Linked DNA regions of Pan troglodytes: region 1 is linked to region 2. Evidence: chromatin contacts called from public Hi-C data. All regions are on one chromosome and are shown on one strand. The core of a region is the stretch at or near the end of the contact, and the rest is flanking DNA. Distances in the headings are between cores, read along the strand shown.

Evidence for each region. Hi-C and Micro-C count contacts between places; a contact is called where the count stands out from the background.
Region 1: a Hi-C map of stem cell-derived neural progenitor cells shows a contact between it and region 2, with 7 times the contacts expected there. The contact joins the promoter of PPY here to the promoter of ASB16 in region 2. A contact is called at or near these places in 2 of 7 Hi-C or Micro-C datasets (induced pluripotent stem cells and stem cell-derived neural progenitor cells) and 1 of 1 datasets of contacts at active chromatin or transcription factors (stem cell-derived excitatory neurons).

Annotation. Positions count from the first base shown.
Region 1 is chr19:23,952,432-23,958,364 of NHGRI_mPanTro3-v2.0_pri, forward strand. PPY (pancreatic polypeptide) reads left to right here and starts at 2,736. Exons shown (of 3, transcript XM_003315411.6): 1 at 2,736-2,926; 2 at 3,176-3,247; 3 at 3,438-3,586. The coding sequence starts at 2,736. The coding sequence ends at 3,462.
Region 2 is chr19:23,723,651-23,730,142 of NHGRI_mPanTro3-v2.0_pri, forward strand. It overlaps ASB16 (ankyrin repeat and SOCS box containing 16), which reads right to left and starts at 2,981. Exons shown (of 5, transcript XM_511545.8): 1 at 2,590-2,981; 2 at 1,363-1,630. The coding sequence starts at 2,890.

The DNA of each region.
Region 1 (5,933 bases), core at 1,486-3,985, 230 kb after region 2:
TCTTAGGCACTTAGGTTTACCTCTGCAACAGGATAGAACTATAAGTGGCCCTGGCATCTGAGTCAATCCCTAGATCCATTGTCTGTTGGGTGGGGCTGGGTCCCCACATGAGTAGCAGCCAGAACAGGTCCCTCCAAGGCCATGGTCCTGTGGGAGCTCAGATCCTTTTAACTAGGGTTGGAGCCTGGCGCCCTCTGGCGGCGAGCTGCAACCTCTACCCGCCAAACCCAAGGCCAGGCTGAGACCAGCCACCAATTCACACCCTTGTTTTGCAAGTGGAAAACCTCAGTCCAGAGAAAGGCCCGGGCTTGCTGAGACAGAATGACTTTCATATTTACTTTGTGGAATATAAGTTGTCTGGTGAAGCATTATTGCTCTTCTTGTTAACCAAAATCAAAATTGAGAGGGTCAAGGCAGAACACTGATGTTTGCTGAGCCTTCCTTTATTCTCCCTATCTTCAGATGGGTGTGATGAGCCTATTTTACTGAGAGGAAAAGTGAAGCTCAGAGAGGCTAAATAAATTACTTTCCCAGGCTCACAGAGCCAGCCAATGGCAGAGCCAGGCTTTGGACCCAGGTCTGTCTGACTCTAAGCCCACCCTGCCAGATCCCTGGAGTTTCACCTCCAGTCCCCTCTTCCCCAACAGTCCCCCCCATCTCCCAACTTCTTGGTATACTGATCTGGGACAGCAGAACGTCAGCAGTCATAAGTCCTTAGCTCCGTACTTGGTGTCACCATGTCATTCAGACACAGCCAGTTACCACTCCTTGGCCTAAGCAGGGGAGGGAGACTGGGGGTTGGGAAGAGACGCTGGGCAGGGGAGACTCAGGGGCTTCTGGTGGGGATGGATTAGTGGGGTTGAGAATCTAAGCCAGAATTCAGAACCTTGGTAGCTATGAGATCTTGAGCAAGCGTCTTTACCTCTGTGAGCCTCAGGTTTCTCAGCCAAAAAGTGGGAAATTATAACAATACTTTGACGGCCCCACTTAGGAAAAAAAAACAGTCCAGGTTTGGAGTTAAATTTTGGGGTTAGATTTTGTTTCAAACCCTGGATCGCCCACTGACTGGCTGTGTGGTTTGGGGCCAGTGATTTGACATCTCTGAGCAGATTTCAGATCCTGAATCTGTAAAATGGGTTGTTGTGGGGATTTAGTGAGGTGACTGAGCTGGCAGCACTTTGGAAAATGTGAGGCTTTACAAATGAAGCTGGTTTTTAGCACTTCCCTGGAATGGGGGCTCTGAGATGGGGAGGGAAATGGATACTGGAAACCGGCACCCCCTCAACATTTCCCCTGAACCCAGGCACATGAGTTCTCATTCTGCATCCTATGCACCCACCAAATGGGTTTCTCCAAGCCTGGCACCCCACTCCCTTCCACCTTGCCTGAGGACCTGAGGCCCCTTCCCTCTTCCCACCTTGTTCTAGTTGCAAGCTGCAGAGGATGGCCTGAGTTTCCATTCTTCAGCCTGGAGGCTCTGGCTGTGGCCTCAATCTTCCAGCTGCAGCCTCAATCTTCTGCCCCAAGAGAATCCGTTGGATGATTTGGGTTGATCTTTGGGAGGCAGGAGAGCTAGTTCCAAGGCCTGTGACCAAAACCTTTCAGTCACTCTCAAGTCCCAGAACCCCATCTTTTTTGAACCAAGCCTGCTCTGGTGCCCAAAGGGAAGGGGTGTCAGTGATGGGGGCCCACAGGAGACTTTTACTGTGGTCCAGTTTTATCTGTTATGCTGCTGGTCTGGCACCCACAGAACTGCCCTGTCCCCCTCCCGTCTCTGGCCTCAGTACTGGCGTTGCCAGTATCAGGAGACAGTGAGAGGAGGGGTGAGGGCTTCGGAGCGAGAGAGGCTGACAGGAGGCGGGGACTCTGGGGGGCTGAGGACTATAAAGCGGCCCAGCTGAGGGCAGGGGCCCATCCGGCCTGAGGCAGGTGCTCGCTTGGTCTAGTGCCCATTTACTCTGGACTCTGGGTAAGTGGGCTCAGCCTGCCTGGGGCTCTGGGGGCCTCCCCCAGGCTGGGGCCTAGGATGGAGAGGAGGTGGTGCTTTGCAGGGCCAGGGGCCTTGGGAGGCCTAAGGTCCTGCTTGGGTCTTGCTTTCTGCATCTGGACAGACCTGTCATGCTAGAAGAGCCGTCTGCTGACTGCACGTGTGTGTGCACACTCGTGTGCATGGCTATGAACTGGAATGTGTGACTGTGACCTTGTGAGTGACTGGGGTCCCTGTGTGAGTGCCTTTGCTGGTCTGTGCAGGACGACATGGACAATAGCGTCTTCTCCAGGACCCATATCTGTGTCTCTATCGCAGGGTGGAGGGCCAGACCCACAAGGCCATGGATTTCTGTCCTTGGCTTCCCGAGTTCATTCTGTGTCCCCCACCCTGTGGGTTACCTGGCATGCCCTTATTCCCACTAGCTGCTGCCTCCTGGGAGCCATGAGGCCCTGGATGTCATGAGTCCCGTGTCTCCAGGACTCACATCCCCATTTTCTCTGCTATACTTTTCTAACTTGCGAGGCCCTGGCTTGCTGGGCTGCTCACAGGACAGGCTGTACGTGCCTTCAGAGCAGTGTCTAGGAGGTGGAGTGGTCAGCTTAGAGTGGCCCTTTGCTCTGCCCCCTTGTCCCCAGGCTTGGAGAAATGGATGATGGGCTAAGGGGCTGGATAGTTGGGCCCTGCTTCCTGGGCACGGGAAAATCTGCAGCCCGGGCTCTCCACTTCCCCTCTGCTTGCTCCTCAGATGGCTGCCGCACGCCTCTGCCTCTCCCTGCTGCTCCTGTCCACCTGCGTGGCTCTGTTACTACAGCCACTGCTGGGTGCCCAGGGAGCCCCGCTGGAGCCAGTGTACCCAGGGGACAATGCCACACCAGAGCAGATGGCCCAGTATGCAGCTGATCTCCGTAGATACATCAACATGCTGACCAGGCCTAGGTGTGTGCCACAGTTGGGGAGAGAGATCCCAGCCCCTGGGACCCTGGGCCCACTCCACATTCCTGGCCACACCCTATCCCCAGCCCCAGCCCCAGCCCCTTCCAGGCCTGCTCTTGGGAAAACAGGGCATCTGTGCTGAACAGGCCTAGACCAATGTGCCCTGGGCAAGATGGTGCCTACAGGCAGATATGAAACAGGTGGGCTGGCACCTGGGCACAGTGCTTGCCCCTGCTGCCTCTTCCCTCCCAGGTATGGGAAAAGACACAAAGAGGATACGCTGGCCTTCTCGGAGTGGGGGTCCCCACATGCTGCTGTCCCCAGGTGAGTTTGACTCCCTGCCCTGTCTGTCCAGCTCCCTGGGGCTGAAATGGGGGTGGTGGGACTGAATCAGGGCTTGGAAAGGTGTAGTGGGGGGTGGAAGAGGGAGAACAGGAGCCCAGGGCCAGCCTGAGGCCTCCTGAGGGCACGAGGCCTACCCCCTACACTGCCATGTTCTGCCCTGTCCTCACAGGGAGCTCAGCCCGCTGGACTTGTAATGCCACCTTCTGTCTCCTACGACTCCATGAGCAGCGCCAGCCCAGCTCTCCCCTCCGCACCCTTGGCTCTGGCCAAAGCTTGCTCCCTGCTCCCACACAGGCTCAATAAAGCAAGTCAAAGCCACAGCCTGTCCTGTGTCTCTGTGGACCCCTGGTGGGAGCAGCAGGAAGTGCCAAATGCATGGGAGAGAAAGGGGAGGGCAGGGCAGGGCAGAGGAAAAGGGGATCATCCAGAACGTTGGCGGGGGTCATCAGAGTCACTCAACTCATCCTCTCCCCTTCGCAGAGGGAAAAGTGGTGGCCAGAGGAAGGCAGGGACTCCTCTGAGCAGATGGTCCTTCATGGTCCTTCAGCAAGTCTGTGAAGTGGCAGTCTTGAATCTTCCCAGTTCAGCACCCATAGACCTTCCCGACACAGCCTGATGACAACCTTTCCCCAAGTGCACCCCTCACCAGTGCCTTACTGCAGCCTAGGCAGCAGAAGCACCAAAATTTATACGAAAGCATCCTTGGCATGGGGGCAGGGGCACAGCCCAGCCTGGAAGAACGATTCTGGTGCTATGGCAGTCATGGCTGCATCCAGGGGCCTGAGCTGCCGTCCAGAAATTTGGAGAGAATGGGCTGCCCTGAGAGGTAGTGAAGTCCTGGGCACAGGAGGTATTCAAGCTGCTGTGGAAGGGGAGGAGGCTAGATTAGCTGAGAGTTCCAGCCACCATGAGTTGAATCTGTAGATTGTACACTGCAGCCCTGGGAGGACAAGGACCTGGATCCTGCCCCAGGGAGGACTTCCCAGATTCCCAGAGAACCCATCTTTTCCTGGCCCTTCTCAGGCACCCTGAATAGGTGGGGACAGTGTGCGTGTGCATGTGTGTGTACGCGCATGTGTAAAGGGGAGAAGTGAGGGAACTAGAATGTTTCTGGTTCCTAGAAAGGCTTCTCCTGCCTCCCCCACATGCTTGGTCTCAAGGGATGGGGTTATGGGTTTGGAGGATGAGGGGTCCACTTTCCTGGGCTCAGCACCTTGCACAGAAATGGAAATGACACACAATTGTGTTTCCCCTCAAGTCCTACTCCATCTGGTGTGTGCAAATGACCTGGAAGTAGAAACAGGTCCTAAAGGGCAAAGAGCTTCTAGAGGATGCAGCTGCTTGGCTCAGATTGATTTTTTGTTTGTTTTTGGAGACAGGATCTTGCTCTGTCACCCAGGCTGGAGTACAGTGGCATGATCACAGCTCACCATAGCTTTGACCTCCTGGGCTCAAGCGATCCTCCTGCCTCAGCCTCCCAAACAGCTGGAGCTACAGGCACATGCCACCACACCCAGCAAATTTTTTTATTTTTTAGAGACAGGGTCTTGCTATGTTGCCCAGCGTGGTCTTAAACTCCTGGGCTCCAGCGATCTGCTCACCTCGGCCTCCCAAAATGCTGGGATTACAGGTGTGAGCCACTGTGCCCAGCCTCAGGTTGATTCTTAAATCCAAAGACGTCTGGATAGAGAGATGCTTTCGCAAAAGAACGGTTTGAGTCTGGGAGAGGGAGCCTGAAGTCCCAGCATTTTCTCTGGCAGCTTAAGGGGATGCGCGGTGAATGGGGAGAGGAGTCTGGGCTGTTTGGTAGAAACTTGAGCCAGGTGGGAGTTGGGGTGTGTCTAGCTGAAGCCCCTTCTTTGAGGTTTCTTCTCTCACCTCTGCTCTCCCTCTGGGTTAGAGCCCCCCACACTGGTGCTGTCTGTGCAGGACTACAGGGGCAATAAGTGTCTTCTCCAGGACCCGTATCTGTGTCTCTACCATGGGGTGGAGGGCCAGACCCACAAGGCCATGTGTGGGTGGCGTGGGGGAAGGTGGATGGGTTGCCAGGGGAGGCAGGGGAGGACCCCCAACAGCTGAGGTCTTTTTCTCTCACAGCAGAAACTCCAGGGTCCCACTTCCCGTTCCATGGACTGGTCCCTCCCTGCCCGCAGGCCCACAGAAGTCACTGAAGCAACAAAAATTTGTCTTTATTGTTTTCACTGAGGGGATGAGGAGGGGTCGAGGCCCCTCTCAATACAAAGGGGTTGGTGGGCAGAGAGGCGTCTGGAGGCCAAGGCCCAGCCTGGAGAAAGAAGCCCCCCCCCACAGGGGTGCTGTGTCTCCCCGCATGCCCGCCCCCAGGAACTTCCTCTCGCTACCACCCAAGCTGCCCCGAGGCCCCTGGCTCGGTGCCCAGCATCCAGGCTGTCCTACCTGGGGCCCCGGGAGGAGGTCGGTGGTCGGGGTTCCGAGGTGTTCAGCCACTGGGGGTTCGTGGTGGTCCATGGTGGGGGTTTCGTGGCTTTCGATGGGGAGGTGTCCGTGGCGTTCGCAGTTTTCTTGTGGTTTTTAGATTTCTTCGGGCTGGGAACAAGTCTTTGCAGTCATGAGGCCGCTCCCAGAGCCCAGCTCAGGCCGCGATGTGCGTGGGGGTGCCTGGTGGCGTCCGTGTCCCCCCCCTGCG
Region 2 (6,492 bases), core at 1,731-4,230:
TTGTAGAGACAGGGTCTCACTATGTTTCCCAGTCTGGTCTTGAACTTCTGAGCTCAAAAGATCATCCTGCCTCAGCCTCCCGAGTAGCTAGGACTAGAGGCTCATGCCACCATACCCGGCTAATTTTTATTTTTAGTAGAGACAAAAACCTCACTTACGTTGCCCAAACTATTCTCAAACTCCTGGACTCAAGCAATCCTGCCTCCGCCTCCAAAAGTGTTGGGATTACAGGTGTGAGCCACTGCATCTGGCCCATAGATCTTTTTTTTTTTTTTGAGATGGAGTCTCAACTGTTGCAGGGGCTAGTGTGTAGTGGCACAATCTCGGCTCACTGCAACCTCTGCATCCCGGGTTCAAGCGATTCTCCTGCCTCAGCCTCCCGAGTAGCTAGGATTACAGGCGCCAGCCACCATGCCCAGCCTGGCTAATTTTTTGTATTTTTAATAGAGACAGGGTTTCACTATGTTGGCCAGGCTGGTCTTGAACTCCTGAACTCGTGATCCACCCGCCTCGGCCTCCCAAAGTGCTGGGATTACAGGCGTGAGCCATGGCGCCCGGCTGCTTTTTTTTTTTTTTTTTTTTTAAGACAGTCTCGCTGGAGTGCAGTGGCAGAATCTCGGCTCACTGCAACCTCTGCCTCCCGGGTTCAAGCGATTCTTGTGCCTCGACCTACTAGTAGCTGGAATTACAGGTGTGAGCCACCACACCTGGCCAGATCTTTCTTAATACCTCAAAACAACTAGGAATTTGGGCTGGGCATGGTGGCTCACGCCTGTAATCCCAGCACTTTGGGAGGCCAAGGTGGGTGGATCACTTGAGGACAGGAGTTCAAGACCAGCCTGGCCAACATGGCAAAACCCCATCTCCACTAGAAATGCAAAACCTAGCCAGGTGTGGTGGCACACACCTGTAATTCCAGCTACTTGGGAGGCTGAGGCAGGAGAATCATTTGAACCCAGGAGGCGGAGGTTGCAGTGAGCTGAGACCACGCCACTGCACTACAGCCTGGGCAACAGAGCAAGACTTCGTCTCAAAAAACAAAAAAAAACAGCTAGGTTTGGCTACAAAGGATTCACAGGGAATTGGAGACTGCAGTTGGAACAGAGTTTTCCCAAAAAGCAACAGGGCTTCTGCCTCCTGGGCTTAGCAGATGTGACCTTGGACAAGTTACTAAGCCTTTCTGAGCTTCATTTTTCTCATCTGTAGGATGAGGTGTCTCCAGGTTATTGTGAAGATGTGTATATGCGGTGCTTTATGAACCACAAAGCTGCATGTGGTTGTCAGGTTCCTTCTTCTGGCCTTGTGAGCTGGAGACACACACACACATTTCTCCCCAAACTGTCTCAGCCCCCAGGCACCTACTGCAAGGACTCGGGGATCGTGCAGAGGTGCAAAGGAGTCGTGCCCTCCTCAGTCAGCACATTAGCCTTGGCTCCGAAGGTCAGCAGCAGCCGCACACAGTCAAACTGGGCCCGGGCACAGGCCTCATGCAAGGCAGCGCGACCCCCGACACGGGCATCCAGCTCAGCTCCCTGCCGGATCAGGTGTCGAGCACAGTCTGTGTAGCCTCGGGCTGTAGCGATGGCGAGGGGTGCCGTCTGCTTGGTCTTGGGGGTCAGCACCCAGAACCCTAGGGAGAGCAAATAGTTTTGGGAGGTGGTGTATAAGACAGGGCAGGGCAAGGAGTGGGGATGCTGGTTCCAGCTGACAGCTGACACTGGCCTTCCCTCTGCATGGTTTGCTGAGCACAAACACTGCCAGGCTGTACCTGTGGAAAGGGGCTTATTCAAGTCCTGAAGTGGAAGAATAAATTGGAACAGCCTTTTAATACAGCTTATCAATCTGTAACAAAACATAGTATGTGTCATAAAAAAATTAATTGCTGTATAAAACCACAGGGGCCAACTAAGTAGAGTGACTCCCATTAAGGAAATCTCAGTGTCTTTGAATGGCCAGTAGTGTCAAAGGCTTGTTCACCTTGGGGCCTGGGGTGGTGGCTCACACCTGTAATCCTAGCACTTTGGGAGGCCAAGGCGGGATGATCACTTGACCTCAGGAGTTCGAGATGAGCCTGGGCAACATAGTGAGACCTTGTCTCTCTTTTTTTTTTTTTTTTTTTTTAGGCAGGGTCTCGCTCTGTCCCCCAGGCTGGAATGCAGTGGCGCTATCTTGGCTCACTGCAAGCTCCGCCTCCTGGGTTTAAGTGATTCTTCTGCCTCAGCTGCTGAGTAGCTGGGATTACAGGTGCGCACCACCATGCCCGGCTAATTTTTCTATTTTTAGTAGAGATGGGGTTTTACCATGTTGGTCAGGCTGGTCTCAAACTTATGACTTCGTGATCCGCCTGCCTTGGCCTCCCAAAGTGCTGGGATTACAGGCGTGAGCCACTGCCCGGTCAACTTTTAATTCTTAAAAGACATACAGACTGCTAACCCTGCCTCATCTCTGTTAGGAGGGAGCTAGGATAGGTGGTGGAAAGGGCTGCTATAGTCTGTGGTCTGCAGGGAAGGAGGGGCCTAGACTCTCCCCCTTCCCCACCCACTCCCCTTCTTTCTCCCTCCTCTTCTGCCCTCTTCTGGTGCCCCCTACCCTGTTCAGCCGACCAGGCCAGCTGGTTGCTCACAGTCTCCACAATCATGTTGGCGGCCTCTTCATCTTGGAACAGGGCTTGGACCTGCTGCAGGTTGCCGGAGAAGAGGGCATGGTGGACAGCTGGGTCTCGGCAGGAATGGTGAGGCCTAGTGAGTCGGGCCCGGGGACTTGACGGGCACCTGCGGCTCCGGCACTGCTGGGCAGCCGCCCGCCGCCGGTCCTCCCATTCTAGCCACTCCTGCTGCAGGCGGAGAGAGCGCAGCGTGGAGGAGGTGAAGGGGAAGGTCTCTCTTGCCATGGATGGGGCCCAGGGGTTTGGGCAGTGGCACCTGGGCAGAGCCAGGTTCCCTCGACCCGACTACCTCCCTTGCTCTGAGGAGCCACCCTGCCCCCGCCACCGTGAGCCAGAGAAAGCAGCAGCTGAGGCTATAAATAGGTCCTTTGCTGCTCTGGTAAACATGGTTTGCTCAGAGTCATGATCCTGGTGCTGAGAAGCTGCTGGCCCAACCCCCAGCCCAGGGTGAGGGCCAGCCCCTGCCCCTGCCGATACCCTTTGGTTGGTCAGCAGGCCCTCAGCTGAGGCCACCCCCGAACCCCAGCATCTGCATCCACCTTCATCTCTAGAGCGAGCATCTTGGGTTAGCAAGGTCCAGGGTGCGCGAAAAGGTCAGTCATGGAGATGGGCGGGGCTGGGAGGAAGACAGGGTGCCTCCAGCCTCTCTGATGTTGGCTGGAGGGCAGGAGCCACCACTGGCCCACGTGGAGGAGAGAGGGCTGACCTCAGCACAGGAGGTAAGGGGAGGTCAAGGCAGAGTTACTGAGAAGGTGAGCAGCTCTTCCCAGCATCTGCAGTAACAGCAATAACTCTGTACATATGCACAGAGTTTCACGGTGTTTAAATCACATTCATATCCACCTTCACCCAGGGGACCATACTTCCCAGCCCACCCAATAATTAGTAAACTTGGTTTGGACAATAAATGAAATTATCACAGTTGAATGCCCCTGAGATGGGTGGTCTTATCTCTGTTTTACAGATGAGGAATTTAAGGCTTAACAAAGTAATCTACTGGCTCAAGGTCACATTTTGTGAGAGGCAGAGCCAGGACCCCACATAGATGGTGTGCTTTGGGCCAAGAATGGTGGCTCATGCCTGTAATCCTAGCACTTTGGGAGGCCAAGACAGGAGGATTGCTTGAGCCTAGGAGTTTGAGACAATCCTGGGCAACACAGTGAGACCTATATCTTTTTTTTTTTTTTTTTTTTTTTTGAGACAGAGTCTCACCCTGTCTCCCATGCTGGAGTGCAATGGCACGATCTTGGCTCACTGCAACCTCCGCCTCCCGGGCTCAAACGATTCTCTTGCCTCAGCCTCCTGAGTAGCTGGGATTATAGGCACCCGCCACCATGCCCAGCTAAATTTTGTATTTTTAGTAGAGATTTAATTTAGGGTTTCACCATGTTGGCCAGGCTGGTCTCGAACTCCTGACCTCGTGGTCTGCCCGCCTCGGCCTCCCAAAGTGCTAGGATTATAGGCGTAAGCCACCACCCCCTGCCTCTCCATCTCTTAAAAAAAGAAGAAAAAAAAAAAAAAGATGGTGCACTTTTTGGCTTCAGCTGCTGCAGCCACCTGGCAGCCTCCCCCATTCTCCAAGCAGGACAGACTAGTCTGTAGAAACTGCCTTCAATCATCCTTTTTTTTTTTTTTCTCATGGTGTCACCCAGTCTGGAGTGCAGTAGGGTGATCTTGGCTCACTGAAACCTCCGTTTCCTGGGGTTCAAGCGATTCTCCTGCCTTAGCCGCCTGAGTAGCTGGGATTATAGGTGCATGCCACCATGCCCAGCTGATTTTTGTATTTTTATTTTTATTTTATTTTTTTTTTTGAGATGGAGTCTCGCTCTGTCACCCAGGCTGGAGTGCAGTGGCGCGACCTCGGCTCACTGCAAGCTCCGCTTCCCAGGTTCACGCCATTCTCCTGCCTCAGCCTCCCGAGTAGCTGGGACCACAGGCGCCTGCCACCACGCCTGGCTAATCTTTTGTATTTTTAGTGAGACAAGGTTTCGCCGTATTAGCCAAGAATAGGATGGTTTCGATCTCCTGACCTCATGATCCGCCCGCCTCGGCCTCCCAAAGTGCTGGGATCACAGGAGTGAGCCACCGCGCCCGGCCGATTTTTGTATTTTTGGTAGTCGGTTTCGCCATGTTGGCCAGGCTGGTCTGAAACTCCTGACTTCAGGAGATCTGCCCGCCTCGGCCTCCCAAAGTGTTGGTATTACAGGCGTGAGCCACAGCTCCCGGCCCCTTCAATCATCCTTGATTTATTTTTTTAACCCAGCTGCTAAGGAGGCTCACATGGCCGGCCTGAGGAGAGCCTACGGGTTGAGCTGGAAACTCTGGGAATGGACCTAAGATGTTTAAGCCACAGACCTGTTCACTCTTAGGAGAAAGCAGCTGTGCTTCCAGGAGCCTCTAGGGGGAGGAATGAAGCCGTGAAACCACACAAGCTGGTGTGCCTGCCAAGCTGGGGAAGGGGAGGGCTCAAAAGCTCTGCTCACCCTGAGCTCACTCAGTGCACAGCGGCCTGCAGGCAGGGCTGGTCTGTCCCCTCTGCATCTGGGGCTCCTCCTGGCCCTTCTCCCGCTGCCTGTCCTGCCTCCTGGCCCTGCAGCAGCACCTTGCCCAGTGATCTTTTATTTCTTCCTCTCCCTAGGCCCTTCCCACAAGCAAGTTCTAGCTCCTGTTCTTACATTTTCAGGGACTGTCTCAAGTTCAGCCCCTCGATGTAATGCCTTAAACCTGGATCAACTCAGCCTTTCACCTGGTGTTTCTTCCTCTGGCCATATCCCTTCTGCTCCGCTGCCGCAATGATCTGTCTAAAATGGTTAATTCCCTTGCTTAAAAACTTCTGCTGCCTTCCAATACCTGTCCTTTCATTTTTTTAAAATAGGGCTCCAAATCCTGGCCTCAAGCAGTCCTCCCAAGTCAGCCTCCTGAATTGCTGGGATTACAGGTGTGAGCCACTGCACCTGGCCTGCCCTTTTCAACTAAGCCCCCAATTCCTTGGTTTGGCCCCATGCCACTCACGTAGGGTAGGCATCCTCATCACGCATGGCTCCCCACAACCATTCCCTGTCAGGCCATTCCCTTAGCTCAGAATTCCCTCAACACCTTCCTGAGGATCTACCCCTAAGGTCACCTGCTCTGAGAGGTCTCTTCGGCAACCCATTGCCTGACTCTTATAGTTCCAGCCACTGCCCAATCTGCACTCCTGAAGGACTCAGGGGCACGCTGTAAAGCACCTATCTGTGCTGTTGATGTGGGTCTGCCATGCTGGATGTGGGCTCCAGAGCAGGCCCTGGCAGTCAGAGCACTTGGCTCATGGCAGGTGGGCCTCTTATGTGTAGTGCATTGAACGAAGGTCCCTATTCTCTGCCAGAGCAAACACTCATCCATCCACCCGCCTGCCCAAGTGGGTGGCAGCAGCCTGGGCTTTTTCCGGCATTGCCCCTACTCCACTGTTCACCTACTCTCTGCCTGGCTCCAGCCTCTTGGTGGCAGTCCAGGGTGGGGGATCCCAGAGGAGGAATTAGATCATACAAAGCAAAGCCTGGAGGTCCTCAGAGAAAGATGCCTCTATAAATGCAGCCGTGATGAACCCTGTTGGCACCCATTTGGTGTGTTAATTGCCACACCAACGGCCTGGCTGGGCACCCACAGCTGGGTTCCCAGGGTTGAGAATCTGGCAAGGCTGGGTGAGACCAAGAGGGGCCAAGGCAGGTGGGTGTCCCCTTCCTCCCTGAGGCACACAAGAGTCATAGCCTAGCCCCTCCCCTGCCTTCTTGCCACACAGACCTGAAGGAGCTAGGTACCCTAACAGCTTAGTCCCAAGATACCACTGT